4 separate regions of the Sus scrofa genome follow, and all the other regions are linked to region 2. Evidence: chromatin contacts called from public targeted proximity ligation data. All regions are on one chromosome and are shown on one strand. The core of a region is the stretch at or near the end of the contact, and the rest is flanking DNA. Distances in the headings are between cores, read along the strand shown. Region 1 overlaps PBX1 (pre-B-cell leukemia transcription factor 1). Region 2 has its middle 430 kb from the start of NUF2. Region 3 has its middle 51 kb from the start of PBX1. Region 4 overlaps PBX1 (pre-B-cell leukemia transcription factor 1).

What was found.
Region 1: a targeted proximity ligation map of skeletal muscle shows a contact between it and region 2, with 2.5 times the contacts expected there. A contact is called at or near these places in 2 of 47 Hi-C or Micro-C datasets (embryonic fibroblasts and heart right ventricle) and 1 of 2 datasets of targeted methods (skeletal muscle).
Region 3: a contact with region 2 is called in a targeted proximity ligation map of skeletal muscle. A contact is called at or near these places in 1 of 47 Hi-C or Micro-C datasets (embryonic fibroblasts) and 1 of 2 datasets of targeted methods (skeletal muscle).
Region 4: a targeted proximity ligation map of skeletal muscle shows a contact between it and region 2, with 8 times the contacts expected there. A contact is called at or near these places in 2 of 47 Hi-C or Micro-C datasets (embryonic fibroblasts and subcutaneous adipose tissue) and 1 of 2 datasets of targeted methods (skeletal muscle).

The regions. Positions count from the first base shown.
Region 1 is chr4:86,111,610-86,114,309 of Sscrofa11.1, forward strand. All of the region lies in intron 2 of PBX1 (pre-B-cell leukemia transcription factor 1), which reads right to left. Among named protein-coding and RNA genes, the nearest start is that of PBX1, 57 kb to the right of the region's middle.
Region 2 is chr4:86,761,153-86,764,171 of Sscrofa11.1, forward strand. No RefSeq gene overlaps it. Among named protein-coding and RNA genes, the nearest start is that of NUF2, 430 kb to the right of the region's middle.
Region 3 is chr4:86,219,986-86,223,025 of Sscrofa11.1, forward strand. No RefSeq gene overlaps it. Among named protein-coding and RNA genes, the nearest start is that of PBX1, 51 kb to the left of the region's middle.
Region 4 is chr4:85,917,152-85,920,071 of Sscrofa11.1, forward strand. The region is part of intron 3 of PBX1 (pre-B-cell leukemia transcription factor 1); the gene reads right to left. Among named protein-coding and RNA genes, the nearest start is that of PBX1, 250 kb to the right of the region's middle.

The sequences.
Region 1 (2,700 bases), core at 47-2,546, 650 kb before region 2:
AATTATTAGGATTAGCTAGAATTACATAAACAAAATACAGCCTCTAAACTGAAGACCTGCTTCTTAGGTATTTACATACAAATGAGTGTTTTTGAAGGCCTTGAATCCAAAGGTTTTTCTAAGGTAGTCTACATTTTTCTATACAAGTCTGCCTAGATCTTTACAATATGTATTTAATGGGTCTGCCTTATCTATGAAACTAAAGTAAACTTCCTCCATGTCTCTGCAACAGTTATCACAAAGTCAACATCAATAAAATCAGACATCTGGCCAAGGACAAGGAATAAAGAGTTGTCCTCATCTGAGTACCAGAGGTTGATGCAGAGAAGGCACTTCTTCTCTGAGAAAGTCAGCTGTCCCGCCTCCACTTCTCCAGGTAGTGCTCACAGAGTACATGCCCCTCCCCCCACCCCGCCCACTCCCCACACCCCATCTTTCCGTCCATCAACAAAGCACACATGCTTAGGCGCTTAGGTGGGATGGAGCCTCAGAGAGAAGTGGAACTTGTAACAGACAAAGCAGTGATGGGGAAAACAAAACCCGCTAACCTCAGAGGATTGTGGGATCACTTGGAGCGCTCAATGGGATGTTTACAAAGTGCCCTCTAAACTATAAAATCACACAAACAAAACTTACTATAATCACCCTGGAGTAGGAGGGGGAGGATGCCGACAAAATACTGCAAAACGCCACAGTTCGGTGGAGCTCTCCCTGAGACATGCTGGGTACCCACACTATTATTTCTCTAGCATCTAGAAAACTTCCTGGCCCAATCTCTGTATCTGAAGCAGGATTTTTTTAAACCCAACAAAATTAGAAGATCCATGGATGGTCTTTCAGAGGTTCCTTAGCTTCCTGAAATTACACAGGGAAACAAAAATGTGTGTATCTAAGTTCCTTTTCTGGGGAGAGGGCCATAGCTTTCATGAGAATATAATGAGACACATGACCCAAAAGGTGTCCCACTCTGGCTGTAAAGGGGAGTGTCTAAGGCTGTGTACCGGAGGATTAAGATCAGGTGGGAGCTACTATTTCAAGAGTTTCCAAAAGCATCCACTGCCCTGTCCAAACCAGCTGGTCCTTCAGGTCAATTTCATCCCCTTGAGGACTCCCCCCACCCACCCTCAGCCCCTTAACTGAATAATCTAGTAAGCCGCTGCTTGAAAGATATTGTAAATAGCTCCAACGGAGTGTAGTTTGGGGCAGCTTCCAATTAGCCTTCACTTAACGGTCTTTTTTTTTCCTGCCAAGTTTGTGTGGTGAGGATCCAAGACCCCGCCCTCTGCTTGGCTCAGAGTTCAGGGGCAGGGAGGAGTCAAGTTTGTGATCAAGCTGGTAGATGTCAGCTTGAGCGTGTCCAGATGTCCCCACCTGAACGCTGCAGAGGGAAATTAAAAGGTGCTTTGAAAAGAGGTGTGCCTGGCAGTGCGGCAGTGAAGGGAGCTGGTTTCCTGTGAGTTTCCTTCTTTTGTTTCTCTCCCTTTAGCCTAACCCTAACATTTCCCTATGGCCACTTAATCATCCGTGATCATTTTACCCTTTTCTCTGCTTCCTGGATGATTATCTCCCCATTTCATTTGCATCCCAGTGGAGATACATCTAAGCTAAAAACAAAGCTGATGGCCAATTAAAAGGTAAGCGCCTTATGTGAAAGGCTGGAACATTTGTACTTCAATATTCATAATTAGGTAGCTCTTGAATGACTGAAGAACAATGCATGGCCAGATATGAGGCTAATCAAGCACCTATACTTTGCAATCCAAATCAACCCACGTCTATTTAACTGATTGCTGGGAATTACCTGCTTCCCTATTGCTGGCTGGGAGCCTCAGTACTTCATAAATATTAGAGATGGAAAAGACCACGGAGTTCCTAATGTGTTTATTTCAGTATAATGAATTCTTCAGGCAAGTGATAGGATTACTGAAGCAGAGCTTGGTAAAAACCCTACTGATTTTGGCAGCTCTACTATTCTTCAGGAAGAGCATCGAAATATTACTGAGGAATAGAGCACAGCCATCACTCACTTGGACGTAATTTTTTTAAGGAAGATAGAACTTACCTTTCACTTATTTTTCCAAATCATCAGAGCACCAAAATTGCCCCTGGAGTTGTACAAGGTTAAACAGAGAAAAAAGGGAGAACGTGAGCACTGGAGGAGCTGGTCATCTTGGACAAGATTCAAGTGAACGTCAGCATCCCCCAGAGGAGGTTAGGGGCTGGCGTTGATCATCTATCTCTTGAGTCCCTCCAACGTGGGGATTATTCTCCCAATAGAAAGCTAATTTAGAATCTGTTCTTAGACCTTTAAGGGATGCTTTCAAGGGTTTATAAATACTACTACTAATTTGGGGGTGGGAGGGAGGTGGTAACGGGGTTTTTCAGCCTTGCTCAGAGAGGTAAGATATTGACACTTAACAAACTGAGGCAATGGGAAGGCCAAAGAAATGCTAACACTCACCAAACAATTCTTTTTCTAGACAAGAATCAGGTATTAACATCTCTCCTCCTTGCAGATGCTCTGTCCACTGGGAGGCAGCACAGGCTGTTGGAAAGAGAAATGCACCAGAGCCCAGGGATCCGGGTTCTAGTCCCTGCTGTGCCACGGACCTGGGGCATGTGCTGTGGCCAGTAAACAGCATCTCAGATACAAAATTAGGGGAAAAAAAAAAAGAGAGAGAGAGAGAGAAAAGGAGACAA
Region 2 (3,019 bases), core at 124-2,623:
ACACTCACCCAAACACTTTTAACTTGTTACATCAATAGGCACTCCAGAGAATCTAGAGAAGATTTTTCTAACCACCAAGCTGCAGTGGTCCAGGAAGATGCCCCCCCTCAGAGAATCATAGTTGGATTGAACTCTGTGTGCCTGTTTTCACCATGAAAGCAAAATTCTATGAACAATTCTAGGACATGATTTCAAAAGTTTTATGCTTTTCTTAGTTAAAGTCACAGGAAAAATAAGCCAGCTTTCCTATCCCTAAGGAGTTTGCAGTTTTGAGGGAGAAATAGTGCTCTATAAGGAACTCAAATATAAGCCTAATTGTTTTATAAGTGAGAAAACTGGTATAAACAAAAAACAGCAGGAACTTGGAGGAGAGAGTGCCTACCTGTGGGTGATGAGGTGACTTTTCAAGGAGGAAATGGCAGCTGCATGGTGCTTTGCAGGACAAGTTTATTGAAATAAAGTGAGAAGGTAAACCAGATTATTCTAAGCTGAAGAAACAGTATGGATATGAGTATAAAGGCATAAAAACTTGGGGCATATTCTAGAAATCCTGCATTTGTACATTTTAGCGACTTTTCTAGGTAGGCATGTTGTTTACTTTTGTAATTTCTTTGTTTGCATCTGAACGCGGTGTCACTTCCTGGGGCTCGTGAAGTGTTCCCTGTTATGAAAGTCCCTTTTCAGTTCACAGGAGGTATGGAGATAGAGATGTCTTTCTGGTTCTCTACGCGAAGCCATTTTGTAGGGAATGATGCCAGCTGGAATCTGAGGCTTGCTCTTAAGAAAGACGGCACCTAAGAATTCCTGAGAAGAATTTTCTGAGCACCTGGATTCCTTAGCATTTGACCTGGCATGAATGTCATTCAAAAAAAAAAAAAAAAAAGTTTTTAAAGTGAAGAAAGAAAGAAAAGAAAAGAAAAAATAAACCCCCCCCCCAAAAAAAAGAGAGAGATGAAAAAAAAAATTCCAAATCAATGAAACATTCCCTCTGAATTCATGGGAAAGATGAGAGGATCGCTATTGACAGCAATCTGTTGGGGTGGGGGTGGGGGTGCAGAACAAACTGGGGTAGTGCTATCTTCCAGGTCTTAGGAAATCACCACAACACAGCCTCCTGCATCTCCCCAATCCTCCTCCTTTGTGTACCACTGAATGCCTGGGGGAAAAGAAAGAAATAACCAGGGAGAGTTCAAACCAGGAAAAAAAAAAAAAAAAAAAAATGGAAACCAGATTCTCTGAGGGAAAAACACAATCGGCACACCGCAAGCAGCGAGAAACCTGGAAAGCAAAATGCTAAAAGCAAGTGAGAGAGGCTTTTGCAAAAGGAAATTAGATATGAGCTGCCAGGTGATATAGCAGCTGAAAGGTCAGTGCTATTTTGGGCTGAATATGAAGAGGCTTCAGGCATCTCAGGACAAAAAAAAAGTACAAACTAGAGAGGGTTCAGAGAAAGGCAACCGCATTGATTAAAGAATGGCTGTTGGCTTTGTGGTGAAAGATGAAAGGCTTGAGATAGTCAGGAGAAGCCAGGGAGCTGGGTGCCAATTGTATATTAATAGCATTTTGTGGTGACAAAACACTCAACACCATGTTTATTTCTTATCTCTCACACGGTCGTTTTCTCCTTGTAAAATGTGTTCATTCATCCAACAGTCATTTATTGACCACCTGCTCTGTGCCATTTACTGTGCTGGGGAGTTCAAGTTAAATAAGCTACTGCCTCAGTCCTTGAAAAGCTCACTGTCCAATGGAGACCAGGAATCAGGAAGCAGTAAGCAGAATGTCATGGGGGTGAGGACTAAAGAGGTCCCACGACCTCAAGAAAAGGGATTATTATTGCACTTCAAGAAGGCAGGAGAAGTTTAAAGAGAAGGCAATCTTTTAGCTAGATTTTGCAGAATTGAATAGGTTTTCACAAAGTGGAATATGTGATGGGGGGCGGTGAGTAGGGGAACACTTCAAGCAGAAGGAAAATCATGATTAAAAACACAGATTAGGGAGTACAACCCAGTGATGCTAAAGCCAAGGTCATGTGGACAGATCAAGGAGTGGACTGGTGGAAAACAGATCATAAAAGGGACCCATCATTTGTGAGAGTATGTTAGAGTAGGCTGATGGGCATGAGTTTTACCAGCAAATATCCTTGAAGGAATACAATAAAGTTCTGTGTTTTCAGGAAATATAATGTTTGGCATAACACAGCCTCTGACCTGAAGGAACTTCTCAATCAATCAATAAACTGTTGTTGAAGTCTTTACATGCCCTGGGTGCTAAGCTGGGGGTTCATCTCAAATAAGACAAACCTCTCAAAAACTTTCAATCAAGGTAATGGTGACAAATTAATCACATAAATTATTAAAAAATTTTAAATGTATAGAATAGAAACCAAAGGATATTACAACATGCTGCTAGTGGGGAAGGAAGAGAATACCTGATAAGTTCCCACTCTGAATACCTGTTGGGATAAAATAAACTTCCCCAAATTTTAATGGTTTAAAAAACACTTTATAATTATAACTCATGGTTGTGTGGTTTGACTGGATTCAGCTGGGTGGCTCTCCTTTGGGGTCTCTCGTGTTGTTGATGTTAGTGGCAGCTGGAGCTGGAATCATCTGTAGGTTCAGCTGGGCTGGACATCCAGAATGTTCCTTTATTTTGATGTGTGGTGCCTCTGATGGGATGTCTGGCACTGATAGAGGCTACCAAGGCATCTGTGTCTCTCCACATGTCATCTTCATATGGCAACTTTGCATTTTTCATAGCACAGTAGTCTCGGATGGTCTTAGACATCTCACATGATATTAGGCTTCCCTCAGGCTTCCCTCAGGCTGAGGAAAAAGCTACAACGCTTCTCAGAACTTACCCTTGGGAGTCATGCAAGGTCACTTCTGTCCTATACTACAAATCAAAGTGCAAGTCATAGGGACAGTCCATTCAGGGCTTGAGCATTAAGAAGCATGAGTCATTGGAAAGCCATCTTTGGAGGAAAGCTACCATGGCTCCAAATGACAGTAAGGGC
Region 3 (3,040 bases), core at 111-2,610, 540 kb before region 2:
GAAGAAGAAGGCAAAAGAGTGATGCCACAGGAGAAGGACTTGACCTGTTATTGTTGACTATGAAGATGGAGAAAGAGGCCCTGAGACAAGGAATGTGAGTGGCCTCTCAAAGCTGGGACCTCAGTCCTACAACCACAAAGAACCAACTTCCGTCCACAACCCAAATGAGCAGGAAATGGGATTTTCCTCTAGAGTCTCCAGAAAGGGACAAAGGCTGCAAACACTTAATTTTAGTCCAGTGGGGCCCTTTGGGACTTCTGACCTATAGGGCTGTAAGGTAAAAGATTTGTGTTGTTTTTGTGCTTGTGCTACCAAGCTTTCAGGCAGTGATAGGAAACTAATACAGTAACTCTGACTAGTGGACCACACTTTCCATTAAGCTTCTAGATCTTCTAAGGATTATAACAACATTGGGGCACAACATTGTAAATTGACTATACTTTAATTAAAAAAAATGCATAAAAGACCAAAAAGAGACATTTATCGATGACCAGGATGAAAATAAAGTGCACACCAGTTGTCCTTTTCTCACCTTAGAAAGGGGCATTGAGCTTTCATTTTTTTACCACCATCTGTTTGGAAGTTCTTTGGGTTCACTTTGGTTGAAGCTGGGGAGCAAGATAGGAAACCTGGTTTTTAATTTGTATGATTTAGTTTGTTTCAGCCAATGTCTCCAGAGCTATGTCATGTACAAAGTGAAATCACCTCTACGCTGTATCTTTAAAAGCTGGGGAAGTGCACGGAGCAGCAGCAGCAGTCAATACCAATTTCCACACCTGGATCAATACCATCGGATGGCTCTGTAGCTGCAAAGATTGTTTCACACACATACTCAGGGAAAGGGAGGGCCAGGGAGGGAAAGGGAATTGGTTTTAATGATTTCATGGCTCTGAGTATTCCCTCTCTCCCTCTCTTCTTTAAAAGAAATAAATACATAAAATTAGAAATCAGATTTACGAAACTGTCAGTCTGCATCCAACCCAGCTTCCTGCCCTAGTCTGTCATCCACAGTAGCATCCAGCCTGGCAAATAGCCTTATTCTGCTTGTGCAGTTATACGTATTGAAGAGAAAAAGGTGATAACGCTGTTTGCAGTGATGCAATAATAAAAGAAAAGTCTCTGTATTTACAACAGGCCTTTCCTCAAGGACTTTAGGGGCAGTTTCCTTAATTTACAAGTTGAGAACAAGCATCAGCAGCTTGTGCACTGGCACGTATTAATTTCTATGCGGGGTCTATATGCATGTGCCTGGATAACATGGAACTAAAATGTTTTCTTAGGTACTCTCACCGCAGCCTGACATTGTAGTTCTGAGTCAGAGTCTCCCTCGTGAGTGGGACTGGGGAGCTATTTTTCACAAGGCAGGGTTGTTGGAACTGCCAGGAGACTGCAACTGCAATAGAAACAGCAGGAGAAGCGCAGGGATCCGATGCCATTAGCTTTGCTGGAAGCTTTCCCAGTAGGTCAGGGTCTCAACTGTTTCTCCTCCTGGGAGTGGACACAGCTTAGATTCTACAGCATCTTGCTGAGGCCCCCGCCAACACGCTTTGTCGCCAGGCAGCCCATTAGCTCACCTCCAGAGAAGGCTGACCCTCCCTCAGAGGAGGCAGACCCATCATCACCATGAGCCAAACAAAGGAATAAATATGTCCCCTCTGGGCCCTGACATAATGGGGCAGCTTAATCCTCAGCTTGGTAAATGCCACAGCTCCAACCGTGACCAGCTCAATCTTGAAGGCAGATCAAATGACTTTCAGGAGTGGTTCTGTACAACCCCCAGCTGGAGGGCCAAGAGGTTGCAGGAAAGAGCGACTTTTCTGGAGACCGATTATAAAGATTCTCTTCCTCTTCATCCTCTCTGATGTTTTCTTCTGCTTTGTGGTTTTGACAAAGGGTTGCCATACGCATCATCTCACCTATTCCTCACATGGACTCTGCATTTGAGCCCTTTGCCATAGCTGAGGCTTGGGGAGAGCAAGTCTCAGGGTTTGGGAAGGTAATCACTGAATAGGGAATTACCGAACTGGGGACCGAACACACCAGGTAGCCCCTTTAATGTCAGGATGTAATAGGAGCGGGGCAGCAAAATTTCATAAACCCTTTCTCTGATACTGTTTATTTCCACAAATAGAAGCAGAGTCATAGACTCCTCAGTTCCTAGCTGCCCGATTAAAAATAGGCCGACTCTCTATGTGGACTTCAGCCATCTGTGCCTGGGTTCACTTTATCTTTCAGTGGGGACCTAAACCCTTCTTCGGCTGCCTGTTCTCCTGAAGGACAGACTTGAAACCTTAACTCAGCAGCAGGGAGGGTCCTAGAATACAACACACGTTTTTGAAATTATTCCTCTTTTCCTTTAAGAGCCGGTAAATCCCCACTAAATTAATCTCCACTAAACTCCATTTAAGAAGAGCCCACAATACTGAATAACCATTGAAAAAGTCCACTGTTATTTTGCAAGAAGTCTCTCTGCTTCACTCACTTTCTCCAACTGCCCACACTGTTTACTCCTTCTGGATGCTTGCTTTATGTTCACCCCCAGCACCTCCTGAAAGATCAACAGCAATTAGTTTGATTATGAAATGATAAAAACAGATATAAAGGCCCCCATAAATCTCCCAATAAATCACCCAAAAATACAGAGTCTTCTAGCTAAATTAAGTGAGGTTTCTTGTTTGTATGCTGTGGCATGGATCTTACGTTAGGCTAATGACATGTTCACCAGGACACAAGTGAATCACAGGTAGACCCAAAAGGTTCAGGTCAGGGAAGTACACAAGCAGAATGGCTTTCTCCCCATGGTTTTATCAACATTTCTTTAATTTTGCCAGAGGGCTATACCTTCTTTTATTTTACGTTCTGATGATCACCTTATCACAATCCACGGTAGTTTACTCTTCAAGGGAGATTATATTTGATTAACAATCCCAAACCTGGTGTTCCGTATTAGAAGGGGGATGTTGCAAAGGACAGCTTTCGATGCGAAAAGAGGACAATAATATAGGTCCCACATAGACTACCAGACAGATGTCCAAAAGAA
Region 4 (2,920 bases), core at 285-2,784, 840 kb before region 2:
TCAAGCCACATCTACTTATACCTCAGCTCACAGCAAAGCCAGATGCTTAACCTACTGAGTAGGGTCAGGAACTGAACCCACATCCTCACAGAGATGACAGGTTCTTAACCAGCTGAGCCACAACAGGAACTCCGCCACTGCTCTTTCTTTTAGTGACTATTACTGTAGTCTGGTTTTCTCGGTGAGCACTAAGTAAAATATCTATTCACATGCCACTCACAGTAATGTTGTAAAACTGTGTAATATTTGCAATAAAAAGGCAAGTTAATGCTTTGAGCTGAAGAACTAATGACTCAAAGGGTCCAACCTAGCCTAAACACACTTATTAATGATAACTCCGCATTGCCATTGTTTTTAACCACATGCATCTCCTCACAGATGTCAATAATGCAATAATATTAACACATTTACTAGTCATTTCTCCAAGACATCCTTCCAGTTGGTTGGCCAAAGATACATAGGCAGACACATCCACTGGGCTGTGTCTACACTGGGGCTGGGAGGCCTGGTTTTTGACCCTGCCTCTGTGGGTATGTGGGCAAATCCTTTCACTACTCAGTACTTCATTTCATTTGTCCGTGAGTGGATTTAATCATTCCTAACCCTTTAGCAAGGCTAGCTGCCCCAAGCTCCTGTGCAGTGACCTGCAGATGGAGTAAATCACATGAACAGAGCAGCGGGCTAAGGGCACAGACTGTCTCTGTTCAGATCTTGCTTCTGGAACTCACATCACAGCGGGGCTTGGTTAGTTCCCTAAGATCCCTGCCTCTCGTCTTCCCTATTCGTGAAATGGGGACAGCAGTACCTCAAAGGGAGTGGCAAGGACCATATACAAGTTACCATGTGTGTCTGGTCATATAAAGTGTGTCATTAGCACTGCTTCAAAGTTTAGGTAACTTAGAAACCCAGCATATTCTCACAATTGGTGGGCAAACTTCCCCCCGACTTCAGTTTCCCAGTTTCCCTTGTGTTAAATATGAAAAGGGGTCATAGATACCCTGCTTCTACTCTGCAGAGATGAGCTGAAGACAAAATCCACAGAAGATCGGGTCCACGTAGCATTTTGCTCTCACTAAGAAAATTGCTACAGAAACATACGATCTTCTAAGTATCTTCCCTCCCCAACCTCAACTGTGCCCCACCCCCCACAAGCTGTACAACAAAGAGAGGGAAATAAAACCTGGCAGCGGGTTGGCTAGAATTCTACGGGGCCACGGGGTGGGTAGTGGAGGCAGGCATCCCAACAGGCTTTCTGGGGAAATGCCACACACACCCCCCCCCGCTGGGGTGCAGCTTCCCCACTTGGAGGGGGCTCAAAGGGAGGAGGGGCTGGATGAGAAGGAGGTATTGTCAAGGGTACTGGCTCTCTGCCGGGAAGCCACAGTGCTCGGCTAATAATAATGTGCTTCATTACGGTGAATCAAAATACTCACAATATCTGATGTTTATTCAGGGCATTTGATCCCGGGCCCCTTTCTGCTCTGCCATAAACAGACAGTGAAGTCTTTTCACCCACTGCTGAGGTGGCTCAAGGCAGCTGCTCAACAGCTGCTCAGGAACGCAACAGACAGCAGAGAAGTGGTCCAAGTCCATTTTGGACAGGCCGAATGCAATGATCCAGATCTTTCCAGGACCTGAGCCACCCACGCCTCCTCTTCAGTCCCCCCAAGCTCGGCACTTTCAGGGGCCACGCTGCTCCCATTCTGTCAGGTGCTCCCGATGACAGGATGAAAGAGTAGGGGTGACAATTGTTAATTAACTAGGACCCTCACAGGCTGAAGGTTCCCGTGGCAGAGGAGACGATACTGCATACTGTCCTAAAGACAGTCGCCTTCGAGAGCGCCCCCTCCAGCTGCCCCCAGAGAGTTGTCGCTTTCTGAAAGGAGACATTCTAAGTCCGGGACAAAGGCACCTCTGGGAGCACCTGACCCAAAAAATGCTCTCTTAGAAAATCATGCTTGAGTTTAATTTAATCGGAGATTTAAGCTTCCTTCCCGCACTTTTCTCTTACTCCTTCAAGCTGGATGTGGCTGCCAATTTCAGCAACGAATGTGACTGGGATTTCAGGACCCTCTTAGCTGTAAATGGACTTTACCCAACCCAGTTCAGCCTTAGAGACTGAGCACCGACAATGCCCTGGCAGCGTAATTTACAAAAACTGAAGAACTCTGCATAGCTACAAGAGTTATTTTTTTTTTAATAGCACTTGGAATAAAGTTCAGGTTTCTGATACCATGGTTTTATCTATTAGAATATGCCAGCTCTTAAATACCTTCGCTCCCAATGTGATCTGTTGAAAAAGTGTTTTACCAATTCCATTTAATGAAGAAAACAATTTCCTTCCTTTCTTGCTAATGAAAGTCTCTAGAAGCCTTCTTTATCTAATAACCTCAGGGTGAAACAATGGCTGGTTCCGGTAGTTTTTTTTGGAGGTGGGGCTGAGTAGGGTTATGGTAGCTAATTACTGGGAAGCTAACAGATCCGCTGGTTGTGTACTACCACCAAACCAGAAACAAAACAAGCAACAGAATCAACTCGTGAACAGTCAGTTTGGTAACTTCATGTAGGTACAGAGACATTTTTACTTTACTAAGCTTTCCTATTTTTAAAAAAGCTCCCACGAGGAAGGGCTGCAGGAAAAATGAAGAAGATCCATCTCTCCAACACACTCGCTAGAAGGTTAATGGCATAATTTCCTCACAATCTGCTATTTACTATAATTAACAATACAACTAATATTAATAAATTATTAGGCACAGAGAGTGTGTTAAACAGTATTCAGTTCTCACCCAGAAAATGCCCACAGAAGTAAGGAAATAATTTTTTACTACTTTTGAAGAATAAACATAGGCCACCCCACTATATTTACTTAATCTGCAACCTAGACCACACACAGCTCACGGCAATGCCGGATCCTTAA